2 separate regions of the Mus musculus genome follow, and region 1 is linked to region 2. Evidence: chromatin contacts called from public Micro-C data. All regions are on one chromosome and are shown on one strand. The core of a region is the stretch at or near the end of the contact, and the rest is flanking DNA. Distances in the headings are between cores, read along the strand shown.

What was found. A called contact is a pair of places that touch in the nucleus more often than the background predicts.
Region 1: a Micro-C map of embryonic stem cells shows a contact between it and region 2, with 4 times the contacts expected there. The contact joins the promoter of Ak5 here to the promoter of Nexn in region 2. A contact is called at or near these places in 14 of 39 promoter capture datasets (the 3T3-L1 cell line, 3T3-L1-derived adipocytes, the C10 cell line and 9 more), 4 of 484 Hi-C or Micro-C datasets (all in embryonic stem cells) and 1 of 9 other capture datasets (adipose tissue).

Annotation. Positions count from the first base shown.
Region 1 is chr3:152,666,840-152,672,550 of GRCm38.p6, forward strand. It overlaps Ak5 (adenylate kinase 5), which reads right to left and starts at 1,521. Exons shown (of 14, transcript NM_001081277.2): 1 at 961-1,521. The coding sequence starts at 1,020. AI115009 (expressed sequence AI115009) reads left to right here and starts at 74. Exons shown (of 4, transcript NR_040386.1): 1 at 74-993.
Region 2 is chr3:152,261,541-152,267,270 of GRCm38.p6, forward strand. Nexn (nexilin) reads right to left here and starts at 4,255. Exons shown (of 14, transcript NM_001357206.1): 1 at 4,173-4,255. It overlaps Gm31999 (a long non-coding RNA gene), which reads left to right and starts at 4,980. Exons shown (of 2, transcript XR_376257.1): 1 at 4,980-5,132; 2 at 5,221-5,498.

The DNA.
Region 1 (5,711 bases), core at 271-2,770, 400 kb after region 2:
TCATCCTATGAGGCTTGGATTGGTGCCGTCCTTTTTTTTTTTTTTAATTTTTATTTTGTTTTATAACCTAAGCAAAAGCGCTTCGGATTTAGGGTGTTTTAAGACGGAATGTGGAGAGAATAATAGGAAGCAGGACTTCTCTCTGGGAAGCAGGTACCTTTAGCTCATTCCTCAAGCCTCCTTCCTCACATTCCTATCCCCTGTCCCTGGTGCGGATGCTGGATGCTGCTGCTAAGCCCAGCAGAGGCCAGCAACAGGAGTCACGCCTGTCTGGCCGCTCCCAGTCGAACCCAGTCTGTGTAGGTGGGCGCGAGGGCTGGCGCTGGAGGCTGGGAGGACCTTTCAAGCAACCAGCAAACGCGCTCGGGAGTTCATTGACTGGCCGCTTAGAGCTTCAGGGACCCAGGAGATAGCGCTGCACTGGATCGGCTGGGCTGTGTGTATATATGCGTGTGTGGGTTTTTTTTCTCCCTCTCCATCTTCATCCTTCTCCTCAAGCCGTCCCCCCCGGGAGAGTCGCTTCGTCCACGCTTTCCCTCCCCTGCAAGGGGTCCCAACGCTTGGCGCCTGGAATGTTTAGGACTCTGGAACCTTCAGTTTCCTGTCCTGCCTCCGTGTGGGCGACACTGGTCTCACCTGGCTTGACCCTCAGTCCCAGAGAGTGCTGCCAGGCCACGATCTGCTGTCCATTCTGGGTGCCCATCTCGGAGGGATACTCTGGGGACAGCCTGCATCCAGTACCCAGCTTGAAGAGGGAAACTTGATCCCAAGATACGGGTTTCGAAGCCTGCATTTGAAAAGGACCCGAGCGACCCGAGCGCACAAGGCGACTTGTCTGGGGCGAAGGGAACGGCGAGCCTCTGTGAGCGCCTTCATTAGGGACCCTACACCGGAAGGTGCAGCCGGGCACTGGCCCTCGGGACATTCGCTGGGGATCCTTTGGCCACCCCAGCCTCTTACCTCGAAAAGCTGAGGAATGTCCCTCCGGGCCAGGTACTCCTTGGCGTCGTTGGTGTTCATGGCTGTACGGCGCGCGTGCAGTGGGGAGCAGGAGGGGAAGCTCCCGAGGTTGGGGCTGGCGGGGCGCAGCCCTCACTTGGATGCGCTCAGGCCGGGGTCCCCTCAGCGACTCCCGGGCAGCTGTGCAGTCCGCGCTCCCGTCGCCCCCGCGTCCGCGCCGGTCCCCGCGCCAGCCAGCAGCGAGCAGCAGCGGCTTCCCGGGCGCAGGCAGCGCGAGCGCCAGGGGAGGGGCGCGGAGGAGGACCACGCGGCCGACGCCACCAGCCGCCGCCTCCCGGCTCTGCGCGCTCGGCCCGCGCCTCCGGAGCTCGCTGCGGCGGCCGCCAGTCACGCTGCGCGGGCGGGCGCGGGGCGCGGGGGTGGGGACGCGCGGGCTGCAGTCACTCCCCAGCCCGCAACGCAGCCAGGGCAGCCAGGGCACCAAGGAGCCAAGAACCGGGCGATTGGAGCTGGATACAGTTTTGCTTCTACACACACACACACACACACAAACACACACACACACACACACACACACACACACACACCAGACACACACACCAGACACACACACCAGACACCCCCCCACACACACACTATACAGACACACCATACACACTATAGACAGACACTCCCCCCCCCACAAACTTACCACAGACAGACACTCCCACACACACCACAGACGATAGACAGACAGACAGACACCACTTATCATGAGCTCCTCCAGGAGCTCTTCCAGGGGGGAAAAACCCAAGTCAGAGAATTCATATATTCTTAAGTTAATGGCCTTTCAGTGATAGGGAGTTGGAAGTAGGGAAAGAGGAAGGATTCTGTTGGGTCTTTTAACACTGGAGTACCCAGCCCTTAAGAAAAGTTGGAGCAACTTAAACATTTGAGTAGAAGGCCTGAAATCCTTAGCGTAAGATTTAGTGAGCAGTCAAAGAATCTTTTCTGCTGGGAGGAGCTGAAGGAGGAAGAGAGGACTGAGTGGTGGAGAGCTGGGGTCTGCTTTAAACTGCAAAGTGGTCACTGGCCCAAGGGCCATCAGAACGCCCTAACAGGAGACGGCTGGTGAGGTGTACTGGTGCCTACCCAGTTACAGACCAAGGTGCACCCATCCTCCCCACAGCTACCAAGATGACTCATTTCCCACAGATGTCTTTTCACTGCTCTTTGAGAGATGCTCTGGGTCTCCAGGGAATATGATCTCTAACTGCCTGCAAGGGCCCACTCTGGAGAGGGTATGTGGAAGAAAGGAGGCAAAAGCTACATACAGACTCCTGGCATCTGGGGTCTGGTAGAAACCAGCACTCTAAATGCTTCAAATTAAAAACTCACCATTTGAATGTCTGTTTCAGGATCTTTCCTTGGACCTATTTCTTGGTCCACATAAGCCGCTGTTGCTCAAGCTACAGCTTTATTTGAGCAGAGGGAGGGAGATCAATTTTTTTTTAAAGATTTATTTATTTATTATATGTAAGTACACTGTAGCTGTCTTGAGACGCACCAGAAGAGGGCATCAGATCTAATTATGGGTGGTTGTGAGCCACCATGTGGTTGCTGGGACTTGAACTCCGGACCTTCGGAAGAGCAGTCAGGTGCTCTTACCCACTGAGCCATCTCACCAGCCCGGGAGATCAAATTTTAATTAGCTCAATTTTGAGAATTAAATAAAATTTGTGAACATTTTTGAAGCCACATGCCATAATAATGTGTCATGTTATGGGGGCGATTTTTTCAGTTCTGAGGACATTGGTGTCCTCTGTGAGAATGTCTCCACTTATGTTCCTCTCACTTAGTTGACAGCAGGCTTTGGAGGGAGCCAAAGCCATCTCTGCCCTGTGCAATCATTTCCACAGTCCTTGGAAAATCCTAGGGCCTGGTGGCTTAGTCGACTTAGAAGCACACGGGACTGAAGAGGCCAGTTCCTGTAGGTCTTCTTGAGGTCCTTCTTTCCTGGGTTCTGTTGCTAGTGTTAGGGTTTGTTTTTGTTTCGAGGTGATACATGATTCTTAGTATCTTTAGTAAATCCAGCAAGTGACAGCAACAACCTAGTAAAGAGAGAGGGGTCAGAGAAAACACACTGTAGCCAGCTTGGAAACAGATGTAGCAAGTTTACATCAGCCTTAGAGAGTGACAGCTGGTGTATCCCAGAGTAGAGAGGTGTAGGAAGGGCAAGATGCTAGTCACTGTTACTGCAGACTGCGGCCTCACAGGGACAGAGCATATGCAGAAAGTACAGGCTTTCAAAGCTGGGCTGGAGATAGCAGGGACAGGAGCATAGGGGCATCCTTGCCAAATCTATCCCGTCTTACCAGCTCTGTGATGGTTCTAAGGCTGGGCATAGAAAGCCTGAAGCCCCTTGTACTGTAGAGACACATTCCTTCAAGCTCCAACAAACTATAACATTCTCCACGTCTGCGTATTTGGTAACAATTAGCATATCATGATATTTTCCTACCTTGTATTCAGATAAGTGGGTCATGACTAAATAAGTTTAAAGAGACAAAGATTTCATTTGGGGTCTCTATATTTAATACAAATGAAATTGTCTCCATCCTCTTCAAAAATCTTTTGGTATAGCTTTAATTTTTACAATTTTCGAGAATGGTTAGCGTTTTTGAAGGTATAGGAGTTGGGACATCTGAGGAAAAATAATAGAATTGTCTCTTGTGATCATATCTTGGGAGATCATGGTAAGTTTCTGTGCTATGGCAGTAACTAAGACAATCTCTTGCTGGTAAGGACCCTAGTTTCCATTGGAGAATGTGTGTAATAAGTAAGTATGATAGGGCCAATAAGATAGCTCAGTGTGGACGAGTCTGATACTCTGACTTGTTCCCCAGGACCCACATGCTTGGGAAGCGAGGACTTCCCAGATCTGTCCTCTGACCTTTACACATGCGCTCTGGTGCTGTGGCACAGGTGTCAGCACCCACCCACCTACACAGACACATGCAGACAGACAGACTAACAAACAGACAGACAGACACACCAAACAAACAAATGAATAAAGTGTAGTAAAGACTTTAAACAGTACATTGAGGGAAAGGTAAAGAAAATGGCCAAACAACATCAGACTGTGATAAACAAAAAAGAAGTAAAGCACAGAGATAGCAGAAAATCGGACACAAGCAAGAACACATCAGATAGCGGCAGGTGTGGTGGGAAAAAATCAAAGCTGACTCTATAGATTTGAAGCACGGGCACCAGTCCAGACCTCTCCTAAGGAAGGGGCAGAGGAAGTGGAAGTAAAGATAATCACAAGACGATGATGAGGACTTTCAAAGGACCAGGGATGTTGGAGGAGGAAGGCGCTTTGAAAGGGATTGCTCTCTGAGTCACCCATAAGGAGCCAGTTTCTGCTGACACACAGACCTTGTCTCTGCAAAGGGCTAAGCCTGCTGGGCTTGCTCAAGTGGCTAAAATGGGGGACCACTTGCCCATCCACACAAAGAAGGCTTGAGGACTTTGTTTGCACTCTTCTAGACTCTAGACCAGTGGTTCTTAACTTTCCTAATGCTACCACCCTTTAATACAGTTCTACATGGTGTAGTGACCCCAACCATAAAAATACTTTTGTTCCCATTTCATAACTGTAATTTTGCTATCATTATACATTATAATGTAAATATCTGTGTTTTCTGATGGTCTTAGGCAACCCCTGTGAAAAGGTCTTTCTGACCCCCAAATGGGTCATGACCCATAGGTTGAGAACCACTAGTCTAGACAGCTAACACATGCCTACACTCAGCCCCATCAGTGACCATGGCAGGCATGTCTGTCATCCATCATCTAACTATTGCCAGTTTAGCATGGAAGACTTTAGCAGTAATGCAGAAAACATCGTCACAGAGGACAAGGTTTGCTAGGAGAGGTGGGGGGGGGGCACGGAGAAGAGAGGGAGGAGAATAATAGAGGGCAATGGACGGTATGATCATTTGTAAAAGAATAGAGACTCTCTATTGATAATACTTAAAGGAATGAAAAGGAAACGTTTCTCATGCTGAAGTTGACCCCTCTCCCTCATGGTAGCTGAACAGAGGCAATGGTAGGGACTAGTCTAGTTGACGGTACTTGTATAATGACAACTTTGGACTGTAATGTGCAACAATGTATTGTTTGTTATGTGTCCTCATGTGCTGAGAACCTCACAAAGTATACAGTGTTACATATGTGTCTATATGTCATAGTAACTTTTAAAACAACCAGTAATTATTTCCACCATGCTAATGAACTCACCAAGAATCAGAGAGCCTAATTCGGAGTTGCACAATGGCAAGCATCAGTTTGGTTACAGTCTGGTGCCATGCAACCCTTCCCTTACACACCAGCAGCACAATGCTCTGCAAGTCGACAAAGGTCTGCAACAATTTCCTTTTGCCTTTATCACTGCCTCTCCTTTTCCTACCCCTACCCAGTGTGTGTGTGTGTGTGTGTGTGTGTGTGTGTGTGTATATACTTGGGTGTGCACGAACAGTTATGTGGAGGCTAGAAATTGACTTCAGGTCTCTTCCTTGCTCACTACTCACCTTATTTTCTGAGACAGCATTGCTCACCAAACCTAGAGCTCATTGTCTGGTTAGACAGGTAGACCAGAAAGCCCCAGGATCCTCCAGTCTCTGCCTCTCTAACCCTGGAATTGCAGGCACAGGCCACCCTTCATGGCTGGCTCCTCCCCACCCCCCAGCCCCACCCTCTGTAGGCACTGG
Region 2 (5,730 bases), core at 3,005-5,504:
CGGGCAGGGAAAGAATCGATCTGGCTCATATCTGCCACTGAAGGGAAGCAGCGCAGGAGCACAAAAAGGGCGGGAGTGGGAGCTCCGGAAAGAAAGGCTGCACGTGGGCACTGCCCCATCTCTCCCTCTCACTGTTCCTAGCCAGCTTCCTTATGCAGCCCAGGACCACCTGGGTCCTCCTAGGCCAATTAAGACAATTTCACACAGACAAAACCACAGACCAACCTGATAAAGATCACCTGAGACTCTTTCCAGGTGACTCCACAGCTAACACAAACTAGGGCATATTGTGAGATGGAGCCCAACCCCCAGCAAACTTAAGTTGCAGCCTACTTTGATATTCTCCTGTAGTAACTGTTACACCATTATTCCTTTACATGGTGGTAATGCTTTTCAAAGTATATTTATCACACTGGAGCCTTGTTAACTAAACCTGCTATGCTCATTAATGCTGTTAGAGTTTCATACACCAGCCAGGACACAGGGCAAGCTCCTGAGCACGGGGACAGAGGCCAAGATAACAAACAGTACTGCGGTCGGATCCACTATCAGCTTAAATGAAAACTGAGACTATTTCAAGAGCAGCCTTGTGCTAACCGCTCAGCTGACATAGCAGGAAGTAAAGTGGGGAGGGTCATACTCCACTAGCCATCACAAAAGCCAGCCAGGACGTTGTCGGGAAGTTCCGGATCTGTCCTAACTGCTGGAGAGCTCTGGGCTTCCTTGCCTATCTAAAATGGAAGACAGCCTGAGGGCCAGAGTCGGGATGGGGAACCTGGAATTCTGGCTAAAAAGTCAGTGGGGTACAGGGAGGTAGGATAAGAACTGATTGCTTTTCACGGCTCTTCTAGTTTCACTCTGTTGTTGTGATGAAACGGTCTGACTGAAAGCAACTTGGGAATGAAGGGATGAAATTGACTTACCCACCCAGGTCACAGACCCTCAGGGAGGGCTTACGCTTCGCTGGCTTTTTATAGAGCCCAGGACCACCTGCTTAGGGATGCTGCTGCCTGCAGTGGGCTGGACCCTCCTGCATCAACAATAAGATAATTACCCACAGACATTGCCACAGGCCAATCTAATCTAGGCTTTCCTCTCGGAGGACTATGACAAAGCTGAGACAATGGGCAAGCTCTAGAGTCACAAGAATCACTCCTAAAAATAAGTGAGACAAGGACAAGAGGTTCTGGAAGTCCTTTCTCTTAAAAAATCTCTCCCCGTGCTGTCTAAGTTTCATAGTTAAGATCATTCCATTTGTTTATCAGTTCATGGCTGTCTTCCTTCTCTAGGCAACAAGCTGACACACGTCAGTCCATTTATAGTGACTTCCTCTTCCCACTCCCATAACACTACCTAAGAAGGATTTTTGTTGTTTGTTTTGTTTTTGAGGAAATCTCTATTCTGTCTCTCTGGCTGTCCTGGAATTACTGGGCAGACCAGGCTGACCTCGAACTCAGAGATCCTGCTTCTGCCTCGAGTGCTGGGATCAAATACACCACTATACCCAGCTTCCCTCATTGCTTTCAACTGTGTGTGGGTGAATTTTATGATACAAATCATGATATATAACGAACATTTCTCAGTTTAAATCCACCCATTCTAGAGTGTAGAAAGCACACTGCCACAGGCACCAACCTGGTAACAAGCCATGGATGTACAAGGCACTGATTTCCATGCCTACGATAACACCATTACCAAAATGTATACTGAAGGGCTAAAGCAGTCAAGAGCACTTACGACTTTTGTAGAGGATCAGTTCCAGGGGTTTTGACTCCTTCTCCTGGCCTGTGTGGACACTGTAGGCACACAGTGCACACACATACATGGAGTCAAAATGTACACACACACAAAAAAAATACACTACCACAAAATAAGCCTCACTACACAGTGAATATCTTAAAAAGTAATGCCGGATGGTGGTGGCACATGCCTTTAATCCCAGTATTTGGGAGGCAGAGGCAGGCTTGATTTCTGAGTTCGAGGCCAGCCTGGTCTACAAAATGAATTTCAGGACAGCCAGGGCTATACAGAGAAACCCTGTCTTGAAAAAAACAAAGAAAAAAGAAGAAAAAAAAGTAACAACTTCAAATGTAATTATAAAAACAGGAGAAAGACCAGGACAGAAAGTATACAAGTGATGTGGACCAGATTGGTCAAGTAAGAAGAGAAACATGCGATTGTTAGTGGGTGAAGTCATTTTCCTCTGACTGATACAGGAAACCAAGATGCTCTGGCTCCACAATGAAGACACCCAGAGACTTCTATACACTCAGGCTTTGGTCCCACGTGCCCACGGTTTGACAGCCATTGACTGTATTCTCATAGGCATGCATAACTGATAGAGTTTTTAAATACTTTTTATTCTTTTGGGGTTTTCAAGATAATAGAGCTTTCTCCCCACAAATGGAGCCCGTCAGTTCAGGCACTTGCTTTCTAAGCAAACTAAATCTATTATGTCTCTATTATATACACTGGCTATCCTGAAACGAGCTATGTAGACCAGGCTGGCCTCAAACTCTCTCTGCATGTAGTTACTCTCTACAATGTACACACATAGTTGCCATGCTTTTCACAAATGAAGCCCCAATCTAAAGCTTCAAGTGAGATTTCAGGGCAAAGTCCTCTCCAAAACCCAGATAGTACATTCCTTGCCTGATGCTAAATATAGTCTTCTCACAATGACATACATTTTGACAATGATCAGCCTTACATGTCAAAAATTTCTAAAATAGCACAGATTCCATTTTAAGGTAAGCTGGAAATCTATTAAAACTGAATTGCATCAAAAGCTGCAAGAAGGAAAAGTAGATTTAAAATAATTGTGTCGCACTTTTGCATTGTGCTCTCCAAGTCAAATGCTGCAGGTAAAATACAAAATTGTACACGGCTTTCCTTAAACGAGCCCTCAGAAGCACCAGGCAAAGGACAGTGCTGAGCTGGGCCTCAGGGTGCTGGCCTGTAATTCCAACTGCGCTGGAGGCTGGGACGGTCACAGTCCTGCCTGCCGGCACTACCGAGTTCAAGGCTCGCCTGGAAAACCTAGTAAAATAGATAAGGAAAGAACTTAGAAGCAAGAGAGCTTGCCTAGCAGGCACCAACTACACAGCATGAAATCTGTTTATATTACCACCTCCGCCCCCACGCACAAACAAAAGACTTTCCTTCAGTTAATTATGCACTTTCCCCATACAAACACACCCAAACGCAAAACAAACAAAACAAAAAAACAAAAACATGCAATTTGGATTTTCTTACAGTGGCAGTTCAACATATAAATGAATAATATTGGGGGAAATTTTATGTAGTTCACACACTATCGTGTGACCAAGACAGTCTAAAAACTTCGTTTCACAATACCGGGAACATACTTCTGAGACTCGTGCAATGGGCCGCGCGGCTCCTATACAAAAGTTGGTTGATGAATGACGCCCCGGTCAGAAAGGTGATTTCTTCGTGGGGCTTCTTTTCTCTGCCTGTCTGTCTTTTTCCAAGGGTAGTCACTTTGTGAGGGCATGCCATGTGCTATTTTTACCACGTTATCTATGCTCAACTCCTTGTCCACATTGTGGCCTTAAAAATAAAACGCTTATCTCAAGCCACTGAGCAATCACCTAATCTCTCAATTTGCTCCTTCTTCATTCAGACACACACACAAAGAGAGAGACCTGTATGTATGTGTTATGTATATGTGTATATAAACATATATGTATATATTACTCTTGAACATCTCACATATGATGCCTTTACTCTGACTTTTAGAGCTAGCTGCTCAACCTCCAAGTGTATCCCTGTCTTGGCACTGGGGAACAATTTGGAGGCCGGGCATGGCAGCCTAATAAATCCTTAATTTCCCCGCTTCCACGGACCCATCCGCAATTTCTTTAAAATCTCAGCCACAGCTGGCGGAGTCCGCAGTGGGCACGTGTTGGGTGCCACAGTGAACTCGCCCGCTCGGACCCTAGGGGTCCCCGGCGGAGAGCGTACACACATTCGGCTCATGGAAACACTCTCCCCCAAACTCAGCCGCCCAGATGCAGGTGGAGCAGAAGCGCCCGGCCCGGCGAGGGACCCCCAACCCCCGCAGCCCAGGATGGTCTGGCCGAGCGCAGGCCACCAGGAGGGCCCGGAGCCCCGCCGCGTCCGCCCAGCCCAGCCCAGCCCAGCCCTCCTACCCGCCTGCCGCCGCCCGGGCGCCGCTCCTCCCGCTCCGCGCTGCGTGTCGGGCTCTGCGCGCTGCCCCCGCCGCTCCCGCCGCCCGAGCCCGCTGGCCGCCGCGCGCCAGCAGCAAGTTTCCATAAAAGTCCTGGTGCAGCGGCTCCCGCATTCCAGACGGGCCCAGCGCCCGCTGCAGCTGTTCCCGGACCAGGCCAGTCCCCACCCCCACCGCCGCGCAGCAGAGGGTGGAGAGTCACCCAGAAAGAAGAGGGGCGCTGGCTGCCACCGCAGGCTGCCTCCTGGCAACCTGCCGGCCCGCTTCCCTCAGATTCTCTACCTGCCCTAGTAGCCCATAAAACTCCCTGACTTCTGGCCAGCTTCCCCTTTCCTTCGGAAGGAATGGGGCGACAGTGTGAAAACGCTGAGTCTGTCTGCCGCTCCTCTTTAACCTCGAGGAGAGGTGACTGGAAAAGACGCTCAAGGGAACGGGATAAGAGCCTGCTCTTAACTCAACGGCTCACCTTTCCTTAGCTGAAGGCAATACAAATCTGCGCTCTCACATCATCTAAAAGCACGACGTGAGTGTTAGGCACAAGCCTGCCAGGAAAACTACACTGGAGTGTGAGAGGCAAGCCCAGCTGAGGCCTCTTTGGATAAAGAGAGGCCCCGCTTCACTCCATCAACAGCAACCAACCAAACCGAGGAGCCATAGCTCTATGAGGAGCATGTTTGTGTCACAAAACAAGGCCCCGGGGTCACCTCCCAGAGCCACACAACAAAAACAGCATTAGTGAAACAAGTTAGCCAGTGCGGGGTGGGGGGCGGGGGACAGAGAGGGGGGCCCCAGCACTTAGGAGGGGACGGCACGAGCAGAGTTCCAAAGCTAGTCTTCACTATAGAGAGTCTGAGGACAGCCCGGGCTTCAATAGGCCATCTCTCGGAAATCCCCAAAGAAAAGAAAAATGAGAGGCACCGAGGTAGGTGACCCAGGGACAAAGGAAACCACTTCTGATTCCATCAGCAGACAGACCAAAGCTCAGGTGATGTTATTGCTCTTGAATATAGTGGTTTGCCATCCCAGCCCTCACTATCACCAGGAGGTAAATGTCAATAGGAGGTCTGGAGGCCGGCTCGTCCCTTCCACGATTCGGTGCCTTCACCTGTTCCGTTCATGGGAATGTCCACAGCCCCATACAAGCTCCCTACAGGACCCCTCCGTTTGAACCGCTCCTCTCCCGGAAGCCCCTCCCAGCGCTCTCCATGTCTACTGCAAGGCTCGAGGAGTCTTTTCCTCACCGTGCACTTATAATTGTATCTTTATTCTGATTAAAAAAAAAAAACTATTTGGAGACCCATGAGAGCTAATTACCCTTCTGAGGGTAGCTCCTCACTAGGCCCACTTTTTAAAAGATTTATTAATTTATTCATTTTATGAGTACACTGTAGCTACCTTCAGACACACTAGAAGAGGGAATCGGATCTCATTACAGATGGTTGTGAGCCACCATATGATATGGTTGCTGGGAACTGAACTCAGGACCTCTGGAAGAGCAATCGGTGCTCTTAACCGCTGAG